2 separate regions of the Mus musculus genome follow, and region 2 is linked to region 1. A link is a contact called in public Hi-C data. All regions are on one chromosome and are shown on one strand. Each heading gives the region's core, a stretch centred on a gene start, on an enhancer-like site or on the middle of the called end of the contact. The rest is flanking DNA. Distances are from core to core; before and after follow the strand shown.

Region 1 (3,549 bases), core at 982-3,481:
CCCCTCCAGGAACTCTGTTCCAGTAGAGGGCTCTAGTTGGCTTTAACATATTATGAGTGAAAAATCATTGGGAAGTTTTTTGTTTTTGTTTGAGATAAACTTTCAACATGACATCTCAAATATAGCATCCCCCACCGGCAGTGTAATTATGCAAGCTTGACTAACTCCTCTTTTGTCCGTCTGTCCTGAAGCCTAGCTCTTAAGGATCTACCTTTCCTTAGTCACATAAGCACACTTTAAAATACTATCTTCTTGGTGTGTGCATGTGCATACCATACGCATATGTGCATTTGTGTGCATATATGTGTCATATGTGTACGGAGGCAGAAGCTAAACATCTGCTATCTTCTACTGTAAGTTTTCACCTTATCCTGTGAGGCAGTCTCTCACTGACCTTAGAACTCCCTACTCGCTGGTCTGCGTGAACAGTGAGCTCTGATCTTTTGCCTCTACCCTGCCTCCTCCTCCACTCTGTCTAGAATTACTGATAGCCTAATGTTTTTGCATAAACATTTATTGATAAATAATTACATGAATGTAATTGTTTTCTTCCTTAAAGGGGTCTCATCTCTAAAAAAAAAATAGTGTTTATATTTAAGACTAATTGTTTCAAATTAGGTTCAAACTGTTACAAATCCATCACCTCTGTTATACACAGAATCTTGCATCTTCATAGCAACCACGGCAGAGTATTGTGTGTGATTTTCCTAACTCCTTGTCTTAAAACTTTTGTGAAAAAGAGGAAGGAGGGAGAAATGAGTAAGAAAGGAAAAAAGGGGATATTGGAAACTTGCACTGCATCCAAAGCCGGTCTGAACTGGTTTGAGTCTTATCAGTGTAATGATCTTAGGGGATTTAACTTCTTCCTGACTTAATTTCCTCCTTTGTATAATGGAGATAAAAGTCAATGGCTATTATAAAGGATTTATTTAGAGGATAAATGAAGTGTACATCTACCTAGGACAGTGCTGATACTGTATGATGCTCTTACATTTCAGTTGTTACACTGTGCTTTGAGTTCTGTCTCCTGTGGTTCTGCACATAGGTTTATAAGTTCGACTTTGATCTACATTTTCATAGTCTGTTCCTTGGAAACAGAATCCACTGTCAATGCATTGATGGGTGTACACACCTACTCTGCAGAGAAGTTTCTACAGGGAACTTGAGGCATGACAGAGAAAGGATCTATAAGAATGCCAATATTTTGTTACTTTTCTATCAATGAAGCATCATTGCAAAATCAACAGTTAGCAATTAAAGAGGAAGGCAGATCAAAGTCCAGTCCTAGAGAAAAAATATGGTATGAGAGTAATATCAGATTTTTGCATTGTTGGACTTTAACCTTCACTGTTGCCCCAAGGCGGGCTCCTGCTCAGCAAATGGAAAGACCATTAGCTGAGGATGCAGAGAGTAGAAACTGTAGAGAAAGGGTATTGTCACACACGGTCCTCCCTCAGTAGACACGTCACGTGGTTGTAGGTGCTAAAAGCATAACAGACAGCCAAAGAATAGATAGATGTGGGTCTCACTAAATTTACAAACATCAGTCAGAAAAATTAGATGAGAATATTTAGTGTTTTTATTATGAGCAAATTCATAAGCTCGACTTTCCAGTATTAAAAGACTGAAAATAGGAACTCAGACTGAAAGCCTGTCACAGCAATCAGAGGTGTAAGTTGTAAGGCTGTGTGATAGCAGGTCCTTGCATGAGTGCACAGTACGAATCTAGACTTGTAACAGAGTCAGGCCCAGGGACTAAGTGGAAAGGTGAATTACAGGAAAGTCACTAGAGATAGTATATGGGAAGGGCAGTTAATGGAGAAAGAGACAGGCAACAACAACGGAAGCCGGTCTGCTTCATTACTAAGACCACTGGGACCCCCCCCCCCCCAAGCAGGGAAAGGAATAAAAAATTAGCTGAGCTCAGGAGGATCCCAGGTGTGAAGAAAGATAGTAAAGAAAAAGCCTGATGGATGGAGAGGCATGCAAGAGACACACATGAAATGAGAACCCACTGGTACAGGGAGAGAGAGGAAGGAGTGACCCCAAATCACCTACAGCTAGGAAGTGGGTACATCTCAAGGGGTGGCAAAAGGTCACTTGAGAGCTCAGGGTGCAGCTAGCCCAGCCTGACCCTGCTAGGTTGGTGGACCAGGGCAGCTGGGGGCAGCTCTGGGGTGGAAGAAGGTTGCGGGGCAGAGGGGGAGGTGTGCTCCGTGTTTAGTGACGTCATTGCAAGTCAGTGCGCGGTGAAATTTAACACCAGCCGGATTTACTAGGCTCCTCTTCTTCCAGGCGAAGCAGCCGGCAGTCAAGCGCCTGCAGTTGCCACCGGCCCCCTCGGCACCAACTTGATTTCCCAAGTGGGTGTGTGTGCTTGTTTGACAAATGTTTGGGCGCAGGCTGCTCCCAAGGACTTCCTCCCCTACTTTCATCTCCTTCTTCCCACCCCCACCTCCCACCCCGCCTTTCTCCTCCCAGGCCCAAAGCAGAGAGCTCTTCTGGAGTCACGGAGTCTCCTTTGAACCGCAAGTGAACTCCAGGGCTGCTCTGGAAACCTAGCTCTGGCTGTTGCCGCTGCTCCCAACTGCCTCAGGGTGAAGTCTCTCTCACCTCTGGTCCCCCCAGGGGAGAGCGACCCCGGCTGCAGTCAGGCAGGGAGCATCCTAGCTATCTTTCTCCCTGGGTGCTGCTTCCTACCCCCATACTGCTTCATCCCTTACCCCACCCTACACTCCGTTCTGCGGGTAGGAGCATGGTTCTCATGTGATTTTCCCCCTTTTCATGGACAGTACCTGCACCTTTAGCAGTTCGGAGCTGGCTTCTGTTTTCCGTTAGTGCTTTGCTGCAGGGACAAATGCATACAAATGCATTTAGGAGCCTACAGGACAAGGCATGGAAAGGTCTCCCCCACCACAGAAACGTAAGTAGCCCACCCGCCGCCCGAGGGGGGAGGAAGGGGCTTTAGACCAAACCCCCTCTCACCACCCACTGAATCCGCAGTGGAGCTGGAGATCTGTGCTCCTTGGTACCTTTTGGAGTAGGGAGCCTGCGAGCTGCCGTGGCATCCTCCTCCTCTTGACTTCTCAACTTGTAAAATACCGTGTTTGAAAGGAAGCAAGCTTCTGCCAGCGAGTCTCAGTTTATGCTAAAGCAATCCTGTGGCTGAGGAGGAAAAGCTTGCTGGCCTGTGTCCCAACATCCCCTCGGCCACTGCCCCAGGCGGTTGCAGAGCCGCTCTGACACCCGCCTGGGCTCTAACTCCAACTATCCTCTCACCCCCTCCCCTTTTCCTCTTTCAGTTTTGGCTGAAGTCCTACTTCCAGCTGTCTGGGGCACCCAGCCTGGATGACTGCTAGGACACCAGCAATCCTGTGGATTCCGCAAGCACAGGATTGGGGTTAAATTTAGGTGGTGAGAAAGGATGCCTATCTACAGAGCCCAGAAAGCCGGAGGATCTGAGGGGGTCACCTCTTTTAATTCTTTCTCTGTTTTTTTAGAAGACCAACAGACATAACTCTCGCATCTGGAGTTGTAGCTAGCCCTGAC
Region 2 (3,732 bases), core at 832-3,331, 610 kb after region 1:
CTCAAAGGGTATGAGGGCATGAAATAAGAGGAATTATACCTAAGTGTTTGGTACCCAGCGTGCCGCTGCTCAACGCAACCTCTTATTTATTGAATGGGATTAATCAGCTTCTCACCAGCACCTGCCACTACACAGCGCAGAAACCGCCATTCCTGAAACTACCCTACCCTCCAATTAGAATTCTTTCTCTTTTGTGGTTAAAATGCATTGACAGAGTCCAACCCTGAAAATAGGACTTTGTGAATGATTGCTTGTGGAATGCCTCTTAGCATTGCAGTCCTTGAGAGAAAGGAAGAAAGAAAGACATAAAGACAGGAAAGGAAGGAAGGAAGGAAGGAAGGAAGGAAGGAAGGAAGGAAGGAAGGAAGGAAGGAAGGAAGGAAGAAAAAAAGAGCAAGCACTCCTTTTCCATTTTCTAGAACTCAAGTACCAGGAAAGCCAAGTTCCTGTGACAGCATAGCAGCCCGGCTCTTGGGTTCTCAAATGCAGCATCACAGGTGGATTCTTGCTGGGCCCCTCCTGCCAGGGTGGACACTGATCTAAAGAAGCAAGTGGCTCTTCCGTGGCGTAGCTTGCTCTCTTCCATCCCACTCTCCAAAATGCACTCCTTCCCCTACATACGTGTACTCCTTCTCATACCAGCTCTTCAGCTTTGGACCGCAGGCCACAATAAGCCACAGCTGGGGCCTTCTTGAGCCACATAAAGCCAAAACCTGTCAATGTGCTGCAAAGATGGCTCAATGGTTAGAACACTTGCTGGTTAGGAACGAGGGCCAGAGTGTGGACCCCAGCACCCACGGGAATGCCGAGTAGGCATGACTGCCCACCTGAAACTCCCATGCTCAGAAGGTAGAGACGGGATTGGCACAGTGTCCTGGTGTCCTTATTCTGCTATCACGATGAAGCACTGAGACCCGCAGCTTAGGGGAGGAATGAGTTTATTTGACTTACACTTCTGGATCACAGTCAGTCACGGAGCAAAGCCAGGGCAGGAACCCAAGCAAGAATTTGCAGCAGAAACCATGAAGGAACAATGCTTGCTGGCTCCCGTATGGGTTCACACTTACCTAGCTTTCTTAGACAACCCGGGACCACAGGCCACAGTAGGCTGGGCTCCCCTACAGCAACTAAGAACAAAGACAACCCCCCACAGACATCCCCACAGGCCAATGTGATTCGGCTACTCCTTCAATTGAGACTCCCTTCCCAGATGACCCTGGGCTACATCAGGTTGGCAGTTAAAGCTAACCACCGCGTGGGGTAAGCTGGCTGGCTAGATGCTCTACCAGTGAGCTCTAGATCTTACTGAGAGACCCACCCTCTACGAATAGGGTGTAAAGTGATAGAGGAAAACTCCCAGGGTTAATCTGGGCCCTACACACGCCTCATACACCTGTACCCACACATGTACACACACACACTTGCATGCATACCACACACATGTACACAGGATTGTTTTTAAGGTTTAAGTAATATATCATTGTCATAGCGCTGCACTCTTGTGGCTCTCTGGGACCAGGACATGTTATAACCTCATTCCTTTAATTCTCACAAATGCCTCATGGCGTTGTTGAGAAAACTAGGGGCCGGCCACAGGGTCTAGCAGCACGGTGTTACTATCCTAGCACTGGGGAGGCAGAGACAGGCCAATCTCTCCGAGTTTGAAGCCAGCCTTGTCTACACAGAAAGTTCCAGGCCTCGTTGGCCCCCATGGGTAGTCACAGATTTACTGAGCATAGATCTGGGGCTGTCACCCAGTTCTGTTCGGCAGCACAGCCCTTCTCCTCAGCATCGTCCTCTGCTCGATATTGAAAGCAAGTGTTCCAACAGAGTTGAAAATTTCAAATAATGACACAGCAAGGCACCTGCAGAGTGTTTGCTACACTTCCCATCTCTGCTTCTCCGTATTAATTCGTGTCTCACCGCCTGCCCTCTCACCGCCTGCCCAGCCCCCACTACTGCCACCACCACGGGCAACCCTTAATTTCTCCTCAGAAACAAAAGAAATCTAAACTATGTTTGCAGAGGTCAGTTTTTGCAGAAAAAAAAAAATTGTGTGGTCGCAGCGCCCTCTGGTGGTGGCATACTTGTTTTCTCGGTGACTCTCTTGGTCCAGAGAAGCAAGAAAGGACTAGAACCGCTACCCAACACCAAAGAACTAACCTGCAAGAAATCTGCTTCGCAGTGAAGCTGAGAAATCTGCCTTTTGTTTGCCTTTCCTTACTTCTACTTTGCTGAGACCCAGGAACGTGGCACCAAGAGGACCAGGGGAGGGCAGGAAGCTGTCAGGATGTGCCTAGGCCTGGGGCTATCTCAAGACATGGAGAGCACAAAAGCCACCTGTGATCTTGGTGATAGCTCTAATTGTCAGCTTAACACAATTTAGAATCATCTAGAAAGATTCTTACAGCTTGAGACAGGAAGGCACACACTAGTAAAGACTTATACGGTAGATACATAGTGCCGACCTCCTGGTTAGGATGGAAGTTAGACAGGAGCCAGTATACATAGAATGCCTAGGCTGGTGGTGTTCAAGAAATAGTTACAACACCAAGGAGGCTGGAGATAAGGAGTGGAGGAGGGAGGAGGAGGAGGAGGAGGAGGAGGAGGAGGAGGAGGAAGAGGAGGAGGAGGAGGAGGAGGAAATGGGATCACGACTTCTCACGAATGGCTTATATTTATAACCATGGCTTGTGGTTGTAGAAGCAAGAGAGTGAGGTGGCTATTTCACACCAGCATTCAGGAAGGAGAGAGGGAGGGAGAAGAGAGAGAGGGAGGGGAAGGGGGAAAGGGAAAGAGAGTGAGAGGAAGAGAGGTGAAGCCAGAACTGGGCTGGACTTCAAAGCTCAGGCCACTCCCCTCAGTGGCCCACGTCCTCCGGCTAGGCCCTGCTTCTCAAAGGTTCCACAGCTTCCTAAAATGTCTCCACCAGCTAAGAACCAAGACTCCAAACACACGAGCTGTGCTTCAAAGAATGAGACAGCGGGGAACACAGTACCCTGCTTAGGAGAGACTAGAGACTGGGAGCAGAGATTTAACAATATTGCCATCCAACAGAGAAAGTAGGGGTGGATATCTCCTTGCCAGAGGTGCCCTCATTACAAGCCAGCCTTGCCCTTTGCCACCGTTCCCTCTGATCTGTTGAAAGACAGATGGGACAGCCACCTGTTCAGAGTCCATGCCGCTGAGAATGTCACACGTGCTGTTGGCTGGAGAACAGATATTAAATCCTGAGGCGTATCTGCTTGAACCTCAATACCTGCCGGACATCTACTGCCATTGGAAGCACGGCTCTTTGACCTTGACCCAACTGGAAATGGAGAGTGGCCTGTGGACATTGAAAGAACAGAGGGAAGCCGGGCAGTGGTGGCACACGCCTTTAATCCCAGCACTTGAGAGGCAGAGGCAGGTAGATTTCTGAGTTCGAAGCCAGCCTGGTCTACAGAGTGAGTTCCAGAACAGACAGGGCTACACAGAGAAACCCTGTCTCGAAAAAAAAAAAAAAAAAAAAACTGAAAGAGCAGAGGGGGTGGGCTGGGGAGCCAGCCGACAGCAGGGGTGTGTGTGTGAGCAGAGAAGAGTCATTGGAGCGTTGATGGAGTTGGATCTGGAAGGGTTGTAGTTATTGATGTTTGTCAGAAAGTCTATGTTCAGGATGATGATGATGATGATGGTAGTGGGACCAGGCATGGTCCGAGAATCCATGCTGTGTGGTGCTGTCCTAAGAGCCAA

The links. Hi-C and Micro-C count contacts between places; a contact is called where the count stands out from the background.
Region 2: a contact with region 1 is called in a Hi-C map of the N1E-115 cell line, with 6 times the contacts expected there. The contact joins the enhancer-like site here to the promoter of Col24a1 in region 1. A contact is called at or near these places in 6 of 39 promoter capture datasets (the 3T3-L1 cell line, cranial neural crest, hippocampal neurons and 2 more), 6 of 484 Hi-C or Micro-C datasets (the N1E-115 cell line, cortical neurons, embryonic fibroblasts and 3 more) and 1 of 115 datasets of contacts at active chromatin or transcription factors (embryonic forebrain).

Annotation. Positions count from the first base shown.
Region 1 is chr3:145,290,241-145,293,789 of GRCm38.p6, forward strand. Col24a1 (collagen, type XXIV, alpha 1) reads left to right here and starts at 2,232. Exons shown (of 60, transcript NM_027770.3): 1 at 2,232-2,923. The coding sequence starts at 2,868.
Region 2 is chr3:145,903,605-145,907,336 of GRCm38.p6, forward strand. No RefSeq gene overlaps it. Among named protein-coding and RNA genes, the nearest start is that of Gm35187, 15 kb to the left of the region's middle. Within about 2 kb of position 2,082, at least 23 of the 459 cell types and tissues checked have an H3K27ac peak or open chromatin away from gene starts, as enhancers often do. A contact at or near this core is called in the N1E-115 cell line, where this site is marked.